Regions from separate parts of the Pan troglodytes genome. Here region 1 is linked to region 2. A link is a contact called in public Hi-C data. All regions are on one chromosome and are shown on one strand. The core of a region is the stretch at or near the end of the contact, and the rest is flanking DNA. Distances in the headings are between cores, read along the strand shown. Region 1 has its middle 110 kb from the start of TEX26. Region 2 holds the start of USPL1 (ubiquitin specific peptidase like 1).

Region 1 (5,846 bases), core at 2,528-5,027, 430 kb after region 2:
CTCCTGCCAGCCCCACCCATACTTCAGACTTCCTCCATTGAGGGGAGCTGCTTGCCTACCCTGGTCCTGGCACCAGCCAGTGGCACCCAAACTCAAAGTGCCTACCCAAAGCAAAGGGTCACAGAAATTCCTCATGCAAACCCAGCCTCTCTCTGAGAGAAATGTCCTCACTCTCCACCTCATATGCTGGGTTTAGGGAGCCAATAGCCCTGTCTCTTCCCTCTGATGTGAGAGATCTGTGGCTATGTCCGGGAGGTCCCTGCAACTCCTTCCAGGCCACCCAGTGTAACTTAGAGCCGACTGCACAGAGGCCTCAACAGCAGAAGCATCTCCTTGCAGCCATCTCTCGGCTCCCACTCTGGTTTTATAAATAAGTTTCTTATTTTAATTATAAATCTGCACAGTGGAAGTAGATGATTAAATGAAGAGAATCTGAAATCACTCCTGATCCAGGCGAAGTAAACAAGTGTCTATTTCCAAGACTGTTCTACAAATAGAACACAGGCCTGACACAGAGGACATGTGTCGGATTCCCCACCACACACACACACACACCACACCACACACACACACACACCACACACACACACACACACACACAACGAGTCTGTCATTCTTAATGTCTGAAGATGAGGTTTTGCTTTTGCATTCTTTGCTTTAGTTCCGTGGATCCTGACAAGTACCTGATTCTCTACAGCAATGGCCAGGTAGGTGTGGAGGGTGGAAGGAGAGTGGAAGGCGCTGAGTCAGGGGCCAGAAGACCATCTGCCATCCTTTCAGGGAGAAGTGAGGGGGAGGGACGAGGACAGGAGCATCTGTGTCTCAAGCGGAGGCAAAACGAAGAGAGAAGCGGAAAAGGAAATGCGGCGTTGGTGAGCAAGCCATGCCGAGGGAGCAGGTGCGAGTGCTGGTTTGTCTGCCTTGTGCTCTTTTCAGTGCTTTCCGTTCAGTCCTCATGACATCCCCACGAGGTGGTTATGACCATGCCATTTGTGACAATGGGGAAATGGAGGCTCATAGCAGCTATGCAGTTGGCCCAAGGTTCTATGCCCCTAGGAGGTGGCAGAGCTGGGATTTGAACCCAAGCAGATCTGCATAGCCTCTGCACCTGCCCACGAGGCTTCACTGACTCTCGAGGAAACAAAAGAGATGTTCCAGGTGACTATGTGAAGAAATGGGTCTGGGAACACAGAAGTCACTCTAAAATCACTGAAGTCAGAGTGCTGGGGGAAATGGCACATCTGGTTTCCTTTCCATTTGCAGGGGAGATTCTTGTTAATCAGGGCCAGGAGGGAGAAACCTTTTCTCTGTATTTTGCTTCAGAATTAGAAATAAGTCTTGCCGATCAAGGTGGCTCATGCCTGTAAACACAGAGTTTTGGGAGGCTGAGGTAGGAGGATTGCTTGAGGCCAGGAGTTCAAGACCAGCCTGGGCAACCTAGCAAGACTCCGCCTCTACAAAAAATAAAAAATAGAAAATTAGCCAGGCATGGTGGCATGTGCCTGTAATACTAGCTACTCAGAAGACTGAGGTGGGAGGATCGCTTAAGCCCAGGAGTTTGAGGCTGCGGTGAGCTATGATTGCTCCAATGCACTCCAGCCTGGGTGACAGAGGGAGACCTTGTCTCAAAAAATAAATAAATAGGCTTAAATGCAAATTCCCTTGGGAGGTGGTGAAGGAAACAGTGGAAGGTGAATGACTGGATATCCTAGAAGAACAGGTTTGGACTGGACAAAGACAGGAGGGCACCAGATTCTTGAATCAAGGAGGGGATAGAAGAAGAATGAGAAGGGAACACGCAGACATTGAAATCCAGCTGGCCCCAATTCCTAATTTTGCTCCGGTGTTGCCTTTCTCTCTACAGGGCCCCCACGTGGTGGGAGCGGGGCTGATCTGGGAACTGCCCGGCTCCAGGGGGCATCCACACAGCCTATGGCTCGGATGGTGCCCCCGGATGTGTGCTGTTCGGCTTCCGGGCCTGGGACTCCCCCAAATGGACCCCGGCACAGGGACAGGATGAGTAGGGGAAGCCCGCCTTGGTCACTCGTGCCCGGTGGTTGCCAGCCCCAGCAACTGCGTAAACGGGGCTCCCTGGCTCTACCCCTCTCCGTGGCTGCCCTTCTGGGTGCAGCCCAGCCTGGTCACTGCCCTCCACCAGGAGCCAGGGAACAGGACCCGGGCAGGTACAGCGGCACCACCTGTTCCTTACCATGCAAATTTATTGGTAGAAATGAACTTTTTTCATTGTTCAGTTTTTCAAACGATAATTTCACTTCATCCTTCTGGCATATTATGCTAGTAGCAATAACTGGCTAGTCCCTACACCTGCCTTGGCGGCAGCGCAGCTCACTTGTGTGAAAGGCCTGCACACTTCAGGTGGATGTAGAACAAGCCCGCCCGCTGGAGGCGCGATCATTCACTGCCCCCTAGTGGACCAGATGTGCATGAGCCAGGATCCGTGCTTCCGCTTTGATGTGGGTTCTGAGCAAATCAGAGCTGCATTTTATTTCAGTAAGTTTTCGGCCTCTGCTGCTTTAATCTTTGTTGCTAGTGTCTACGGTTCTTAATTAACAGACCTGAAATGGAATAAAATGTCAATCAAGGGTGACTCTGTGTAAAGCTATATTTAAATGTTAAAAAGTCGTGACATTTTCAAACAGTATTTCAGGCCTCATTTGATGCTCATTTTAAAAATCAAATTTTCATTAGGTTATAAAAATGCTTAACGTGAACGTCGCATTAAAGAGCTCATGTTGGCATCTAGCATAGCCTCAGGTTTTGTGTAAGAGAAAAAATGAGTTTATTTATAAAGCAGAAGCACTGACTGCCTGCCTTGTCACCTAATCTGTCACCTAATCACCTTTTGGTTTTCAAGGTTTTCACAATTTGCATGCTTCTTAATTGCCATGTATCCTGGCAATCAGGGGCCCAGTCATACTCAGCATAAGGAAAGCCACCTCTGCAATACGCTGACAACAGCCAGGGGAACTTGGTTTGTCACCACATGCCACAAAGGCTGTTTTGGTGCGTGACTGTCCTTGGGGCAGCTTTAGATTTGTAATACCTGGCCCTAGATCATGCAGTTGAAGATCTTTCGATAATATTCACCTGCATTACATTTGACATACTAAGAGAACTGTTTCTGTAGAAGGTTAAAACACTGACTTTTCTACGCTTTCTGTTTTCTCATTGCCAGGACTTGAACGAATTTGGAACTGTTTCAGAGCTCATTGTTCTCACCTTGTGGCATAACTTAGGTAGTAGGGCAACTCCCTTACCCTTGCCTGGACTCTTACTATCAAAGCCCTCCATTGATAAGGTCTAGGCCGACCACACCCTAAAGCATTTCTCGTATGTGTGGATTTGTTTCTTACCTATACCTGAAGAATGGCGCTGGTGAGGTACCACCTTTGGGAGAATTGAGAACATCATCCCTTAGATAATTATCTGTGCTTTGTGGTTCAGATGAGTAAACTAAGCCCAGAACAGTTACAAAAGGAGTGGCATCTGGGTGAGATCAGTGAGGGGGATATGCTGTATCCTCCCGGGGACAGCCTTGTTCATTTAATCCATTCATTTCAGGCTGACTATGGAGTAGACCTAGCCCTGATGATAGGAAACTTCCAAGAGTTGGTGAGAAGGCTTCGGTGTGTCCACACAGAGCAGAACTGAAATTTTTCCACCCCATGCAGATCAAACACCACAGCAAGTGAAGTGCTTCAGAGTCCTTCCTAAGCAAACTGTAGTTTTCCCCAGAATGTCACAGGAAGTGCTGCTGGTGATTCATCGGGTTAAAATGCTCCTTGTGAGTCAGAAGTAAACGGAAGCTGCTGCTCTGTGTGGAGGGCGAAGAATCGTGGCTGGCCCTGAGGGTTCCAGGGGTGGGGTGGGGCAGAGCTGCTTACTAAACGCTTAGAACGTTCCGGTAACAACACTCGAATGGCTGCTGAACACAGTGAAACCCTTGCCCATGGAAACTTTTTAATAAAAGAATAAAAATAAAATAGGCTTGGAGATACAACTTACCAGAGGGAAACCAATCAGTAGAGCTGCATTTCCCGTAAGTCCCCATTGCAGCCCAGGGAAGCCCTCTGGCTGCCTGTTTTTATCAGTCACGCCAAAGGCCCATCGGGTGCCTCCAGTTTACCTGACTTGGTTTAAATCAGTCAGTTGAACTGGGGCTGAGTGGTCATCTTGTCTACCCCCTAGCCTCTACAGCCACTAACTTCAGGATATCATCTCTAGCAAAGTCCTCAATCCAAGACTGAATTGAATGCTAGGAGGAGGGAAAAGGGAAGGCAAAGTAGGGTCATGGCTGAAAGCTAAGCATCTGTTTTTATCTACTTAGGGAATTTTTAAGTCAACTAGAAATTCAAGATAAAACACATTTGAAATGACTTTAATGTGCACATTTTTAAAAAAGGGACATAGAACACAACCAGTATTGCTGCTTTCCACACTGATACTGCTGCCTTATTCCCCTAAGATCACCCACCCCCATCTCTTCGGGTAGGTGTGTGAAGTGACACAGTAGGAAGACGGGCAGAGAGAGAGCCCTTGTTCCAAGCTGGCCGTCATTCAGCTGAGAAGACGGCTTTCCTGGAGGCTCCACACACACCATGCCGCCGCACCCTCTCCAGCTGATCTGTGGCCAAGCTGCCTCACGGGCAATACCGAGCATGTTTTATATAAGGCTTTCAAAGCTGCTGCTGCTGCTGCTGCCACTCCTGCAGTGGCTATAACCTGGCCTTCAATGTCTCTGTCTAGACAGATGCATGATTGAATAAAGGATTCATCCAAGCCCTGTGTCACATTGGCCATCTGGAAAGTCGCCAACCACTCGTTTAGCAAATTGCTGTGTTTAAATGCAGCTGCTGTGTCTCAATGTTTATGCTACCAAGACAGATCACATGATTCCTCTTTTTCATTTATCTACACCGCTCCTCTTAATCTGCCTAGGAACTTAAAAGGCTGTTAATGCATGACAAGGCACTTGACCCGCGTGATTTCCAAGCCAAGGGGGAGCATCCGTCTTGCACTGGGTCGTCCTTTCCTCAAACGCAAGGGCACCTTGCCTGTACTCCCGTCTTAATGAAGGCTGCCTTTATTAAGAATCCCATTAAGCTCCGCAGTGCCCAACCATCCGACACTGTAAATATGACCCTTTAGAAATGCATCCAGGGGCCCTGTGCAATCAGCTGGCCTGGTAGCGAGCACTTGCCCCAGCAGTCGGGAGGGAAACTCAGACCTCAGCTCTCTGTAGAAGGAAGGGCATTGTTTGATGGGTTGATGCTTCTCTCCTTTTTGGAAAGATGAATTACAATCTTTGGCAGATAATGTCAACAAAACCCCTGAGATGATTTAAATAAGAGTTGGAAGCAAAATGATTTCAGAATAGCAATGAGCTCTTAGGCATTTTACCTTGGTTTTCTTATTTTTAAGGAGGAAAAGGAAGGAGACAGCCGAGGTTAAGCAGTTTGTCATCTGGATATCACTGGTCACTTTGGCCTGGTGCTGATTATTATGTTATTTATCAGGGCAAATAATTTTGGTGACCACTGCTTACATAAATTGCCTGCCTCTTTTGGGGGTCACAACATTATTAAGTCTGGAAGTCAGAAGCCAAAATCAGTGAGTGTTTATCAAAGGAATATCATGTTCTCAGTCCTTAGCTAGGCCCATTGGAAAAGCAACAAAATAGCACAATAAATGATCTGTGCCATTAAATCCTATCGGGAGACAAAAAGAAACAAATACAGGAGAATCTAGCACAGTGAGGAGTGAGGATGTGGTCTTCGGAACCAAATCCCAGATGCAATTCTGGGGTGTTAACCTTGTGAGCCTCA
Region 2 (6,054 bases), core at 3,307-5,806:
AATTTGAGTAAATTGTTACTTCTTTTAGGCCTTGTTTTTGTTGTTTTGTTTTTTTGACAGAGTCTTGTCTCTGTGGTCCAGGCTGGAGTGCAGAGGCACAATATCAGGTCCCTGCAGTCTCTACCTCCCAGGATCAAGCCATTTTCGTGCCTCATCCTTCTGAGTAGCTGGGATTACAGGCATGTGCCACCACACCCTCGAACGCCTGACCTCAAGTGATCCGCTTGCCTCAGCCTCCCAAAGTGCTGGGATTAGAGGTGTGAGCCACTGTGCCTAGCCTTACACATTGTTCTCTTACTGGTAAAGTGGGAATATCTAGAAGTTGCATGCTACATAAATTCAACCATATATTATTGGCAAAAAATTTTAAAGAAAAACATCAGCTTAAGAGTACTAATTGAGTACATGCCTCGGAATGAGCATGAGCTGGAAAGAACAAACCTGTTGTTACATCACTCATTACTGTTTTCATATGCTGCTCATTGTAAATCTTGCTCAGTGGCATGATTTTAGTGTTTAAAGATTTATTTGTTTGTTTGTTTGTTTAGGACAAAGTCCCTACACATAATCTACTTGCTTCATATATACATACTTATGCATATTATGTATGTACATACATGCTCTCAGGGCTCACATGAAAAAACAGCCATTCAGGTGATGTGATTTATCTCATATGCTTACTTTAGAGTCAACAGGGTGTTGACTCCACTATACAATACTGGCATAGAGAACACATAAGTCAAAGCAGACAGGACCCAGCCGTACCATTGGCTAGGGCACAAATATATTCACATATGTGGAGAATGATGTACGTAGAAAGGTCTTCATTGCACAATGCTCTTTAATAAAGATCTGGAAAAAAAACACCTAAATGTTCAAAAGGATAGGGTAGATGAAATAATGGTACATTATAAAATGTAAGATTATGCAGCCATAAAAATAAGGAAATACCTTAAATAATAACAGAACAACTTTTAAGGTAAGTGAACAAATTAAGGCACATAATCACTATGCATGGTATGTACCATTTACATAGAAAAAAGGAAGAAAAATAAAATATATATAGTAATTTATTTGTTCTTACATGTGTAAAATTTTTCTGAAAAATATACCAGAAACTGGTAGCACTGGTTGCTTCCTAGGCAGAAAATGACTGAGTATCCTTTTGTACCTTTTGAATTTTGAACCACGTGAATGAATGTGTTACCTATGAACAAAATGACAAGTTTAGATCAGCAAGACAGCAGTTTGAGATGAAATGGGATTACACCCTTAGTAGGAAAAACTTTTTAAAGCAGGTGGTACTTCTAAGAGCAAATACCCGCACATGGAATGTTGAAACTATAAGGAACTCTCCTTAAGAGATCCATCTATTCCAAACTTCTCATTTTATAGATCTGTAAACTGAGACCTTAAAAATTCAGTGACTTGCGTAAGGTCACACAGCAGAAGAGATGGGATTAGATGCTAGATATTCCAATATCAAGTTTAGACTATTAAAAATTCAGTGACTTGTGTAAGGTCACACAGCAGAAGAGATGGGATTAGATGTCAGATATTCCAATATCAACTTTAGACTATTATCACACCATCTTCTCATTTTCTGTGGGCAAAACAGAACCAAGTAAGTTTGGGCTACATTACGAGTTGTCATGTTTTTGTTTTTGTTTTTTTGAGATGGAGTCTTGCTCTGTCGCTCAGGCTAGAGTGCAGTGGTGTAATCTCAGCTCATTGCAATCTCTGACCCCCGGGGTTCAAGCAATTCTCCCTGCCTTAGCCTCCCAAGTAGCTGGGTTTACAGGCGCCTCCCACCGCGCCCGGTTAATTTTTGTATTTTTTTCTTTTTCTTTTTTTTTTTTTTTTTTTAGTAGAGACGGGGTTTCACCATCTTGGCCAGGCTGGTCTTGAACTCCTGACCTCGTGATCCACCCACCTCAGCCTCCCAAAGTGCTGGGATTACAGGTGTGAGCCACCACACCTGGCCGAGTTGTCATGTTTTATCTAAATTTTAGAGTCTAATGTATAAATTAACCTTAAGCCCTGAAACTACTAATTTCTTGTTTGGATCACTATACGGCTACACTTAAAAATATGCTGTGCATACCTCTATCATTGCATGTATACAATATGATAGATGCATGATATGACAGACACACAATATGATACACGTATTTTTTTCTATCCTAACACATCTGAATTTACTGAAATAACTAAAATGTCTTAAGTTACTTTTTTAAATACACACATGCATAGCACAAGTGTGTTGCCAAAAATATGAATACAGGTTTACAATTCCTTAACTAAAACCCAAGGGTTGGATGTGTTTTAGAAATAAGAATTTCACACAATTTTTAAGTGTTACAAGGTATATAAACCATTATATAACACATACCAGGGGCCAAGGGCAGCACCCCATAATCAAACATATTAATATAGTTTCAGCAAAACACATGGGATAAAGACTATATACAGCTTCTCAATAGTTCAGGTCATATTTTGCTACCAAATGAATTTTGTTGCCAAGCTTAAGAAGTTTTTGGTTTTCACCGCTTTCTGAATGTTAGATTGAGATGTGGGATTAGAGACTGTACTCATAGAGTGCTTCTAGAAAGCAGTCAGTCACTTCAACTCTCATTTTTTTTTTATGAGACTAGAAAAAGAAATCATAGCAAGTAGCTTTTATATCCCAGGTTTGTGCCAAAGACTTGTATTGTGGTTAAGGAATCTAACTTAGCAGAAGGTGCACGAGCTGACATCGTGAGTGGCTAAAATGAGAGAAAAAAAGAGAAAATCCTAATCATACAGCAGCACTGAACTACTGCAGCTGTTCGTTAGTTATTAATTTAATAAAAGCTTCCTCCCTTTAAATCATGTGAGTTTATAACTGGAAATAGGTCAATAAAATTTCTGTCCCACACTGCTGACAAGCGGATGGACGCAATTAGCTTTAATCCCACTGGAAGGTACTGCACTCTCTCTGGGACCAGGATATGTAGAAAAAAGCATTTCAAATATATAGGAATAAGCAGAAATGTATACAGTATTCTCAACTTGGGACCGTTACTCTATAATATAAACGAAAGGGGTTTTCTAGTCAATCTCTGCTGATCTCCTATACCAAAGTTCTTCCCTTTATAAGTCTTGTACTACCTTTTACAAGAGGAAAAAGCTCTAGAGCGAAAACACAGAACACGCTAAAATCCCTTCCTTTCTCTTTACAACTCAAGCCCCGCCTCCATTTTGTTTCTGTTACTAATTTTTCTTCTGAAAAAATACCAAATTTACACTGAAAGACTAAAATTCAACTTTGCAGACAACGTTTTAAAAAATACAATTCAGTTTGGTGATGTTGTTTTGCAGTCTTACAATTTTAGCTACATTTTAACTGAACCAATTGTTTTGTTCAATTTATGAGTTAATACTCAGCAAGTTTGTTTTTTACAAATAGTGTATTCCATTCTAAAAACGGAAGTAGCAGTGGTGAACAAGAAAACAACCCAGTTTTGTCTATTTCAGGAGGAAGTACTACTTTCTCCAATTTTAATCACAATTCATAAAAAAGAAAAACCTAACTAGCTAGATCTTAAATATACAAATACATTAATAATCTAGTAAAGCAACAGAAAAAGGTAAACAAACTAACCAGCCTATTTTTGTCTGGAGAAACCCCAACAAACTGCTGGATTCCTTGGCCATTTGCATTCAGAAGTACCAAAAACTAAAATCCTTTTTACTAAATAATTTCTTCTACACAAGACTTGTTTCCTCCACACCACCCTATCCAAATTGTCAGCATTATTCCAGAATATAATCATTTAGTTTGAGACCACTAAAAAACCCCGCAGTCCAAAATACCAATTGTGGTTTTTCTGTAAAGAAATGGTCAGAAACTACAAATTGTTATCCTAGGACACAGAACCAATCGACCAAAAGGACTTCTGGAATATGCTGCCCCCAAGATTTAGAATGCACAGGCAGAAATAGCATACGCGGTCACGATGTCCCTTAAGCCACATGACCTTCCTACGAAAGCAAAGGCTTAAACTTATCAAATGAGAACTCCCCCTTTCTCTGAAGTTAAAACAAGGCAGGGCAGCTGGAATTAGAGCAGCAGGGACAGATCGGCTGCTGACTAGTCAGAACGGGTCGTGGAATGCAAAGTCCCTGCGCTTTCGCTGCTCCCCTTACCGTGAGAAGATCTGGGAGGGAGGAAAGGAGGAGAAACACCCCAGAATCCTGGTAGAAAAGCCCCTGGCCTCGAAGATGGGCTCTAGGGAGACAGGGAGGGGCAGCTCCGTGTGTGATGACCCTTTGTGAACATGCACTCTGTGGCAGCTTCAGCTCCACCGAGGCTTTGGGAGAGCGGACTACGGATGCCCGGCGCGGCCCAGCTGTGAAGGCCGCGCCGGCGGAGAGGTTCCATGGCACCCCCGCCGGCTTCGGAAGCCCTTCCCTCTCCCACCTCCGCGGATCACCCCAGGAACCAGCGGCTCCCGACCACGTTCGCGCGGACCACGGAACAGCGACGCGCAAGCAGGTCTCTTTCGTCAGCGTAATCCCTCCGCAGAAAGCCGCGCACTAGTTTTAATCACGCCCCACCCCCTGGCCGCTGGCGCCACCTCCGCCACTCGGGCGCTTTCCAGCAGCTTCCAGAAACGTCGCCTCCCCAAACCCAGCCACTCACACATGGCGGGCTCAGCAGCCACCGGCCCCGCCCCTCCTCGTCGCCGCAGTCGCAACTGCGTCTGCGGCCACAGGGCGGACAGCCACGCCTCTGCGGAGCGCGACCGGAAGTGCTCACGTCTTCACCTTCCCCGCCACGCCTCCGTCCTTTCAGGCCCAGCGTGCAGCAGGAAGGAGGACTCTTTTGCCGCGGACTCAAGCCGGAAGCCGCCTTCCTAGTGGAGACGCGAGTGGGGGAGGAGCAGTCCGACGGGAACGTGGGTTGAACGTTGCAACTAGGGTGGAGATCAAGCTGGAACAGGAGTTCCGATCGACCCGGTACCAAGAAGGGGAGTGCCCGCGGCAGGTAAGGGAGAAGAGGGAGGGGTTTCTTTCCGCTCTCGAAATTGGGAAAAGAGACAGAGCTGGGATGACCTATGGGGTAGTCGGCGCGCTGAAAGGATGGGCTGGGCTGGGACGGGGTTCGAGTGGGAAAGGTTGGACTTACAGATCCGTTTGGGCGCAGAGAGGTGAACGCTGAAGAGAAACCAGAGTTTGTTTTCGTTTTCCAAGGAGCGTGGAGATGGGCAGGGTTAACGGACCCTGCGCCTCCTTCGGCTTCTTAGTTTGGGTGTTGAAACTCACCTCCTTTGGTCCTGTTCCTCTCTGATTCAAGACAGTTGGGTTTGGTACCTGACAGGGCTGGGTGCAGAAAGCCGACCCTTTTCCTCGGCTTCCAGGTCGGTTGTGGCCTCGCTTTTGACAGTTCACGTGCCGAGCCTACTCGCTCTCGGAGGGCGAGCTCAAATGGATGGGTTTAAGGCGCCCTCTTCGAACAGCTGTTTCCCTGGGTTTCTCCATTTTGCACACAGAAGTGTGAATTAAGTTTAATTGAATACTTTTTGCGATTCCCAGGGCCACCTTGACACGTTCATTGTGCTATCTAACTGGGTTCATGCTGGGCTAATAATTCACATTAAGGCTTCTGGAGTATAAGTGGTTCACAGAAGTATGAAAAGGGGATGTTAGAAGAAAGATGCTGGGGGTGAAGTAGAGTTGAGGAAGATAGAACTGGAAAGCTAGGTAGGTCATAATACTACCTTTAGGTTATATTGGGCTGTTTGGACGGAGTTTGCTGTAATCAGGCTAGAGTAAATAGAGAATTTTAAACTAAGCATTGACAGGCTCAGACTTGTAGAGGCATCATTTTGACAGTGATATGGAAGGGAAAGAGGTAGAGATTTGAGACCTTTCCAAAGAACTGTCCACAGAATTTGGTGACTTACTGTGCGAAGAGGGAAATAAAGAATAGGGAACAACTCAGACTTTCTAGTCTGTGTGTTTGGAAGGATGGAGACGCCCACATTTAAGTGAGATATGGGAAGGAGGAGC

The links. A called contact is a pair of places that touch in the nucleus more often than the background predicts.
Region 1: a Hi-C map of stem cell-derived neural progenitor cells shows a contact between it and region 2, with 2.9 times the contacts expected there. The contact joins the enhancer-like site here to the promoter of USPL1 in region 2. A contact is called at or near these places in 1 of 7 Hi-C or Micro-C datasets (stem cell-derived neural progenitor cells) and 1 of 1 datasets of contacts at active chromatin or transcription factors (stem cell-derived excitatory neurons).

What each region holds. Positions count from the first base shown.
Region 1 is chr14:30,211,039-30,216,884 of NHGRI_mPanTro3-v2.0_pri, forward strand. No RefSeq gene overlaps it. Among named protein-coding and RNA genes, the nearest start is that of TEX26, 110 kb to the left of the region's middle. Within about 2 kb of position 3,778, at least 16 of the 24 cell types and tissues checked have an H3K27ac peak or open chromatin away from gene starts, as enhancers often do. A contact at or near this core is called in stem cell-derived neural progenitor cells, where this site is marked.
Region 2 is chr14:29,782,846-29,788,899 of NHGRI_mPanTro3-v2.0_pri, forward strand. It overlaps USPL1 (ubiquitin specific peptidase like 1), which reads left to right and starts at 4,557. Exons shown (of 9, transcript XM_522652.8): 1 at 4,557-5,029. It overlaps HMGB1 (high mobility group box 1), which reads right to left and starts at 5,472. Exons shown (of 5, transcript XM_054665163.2): 1 at 5,171-5,472.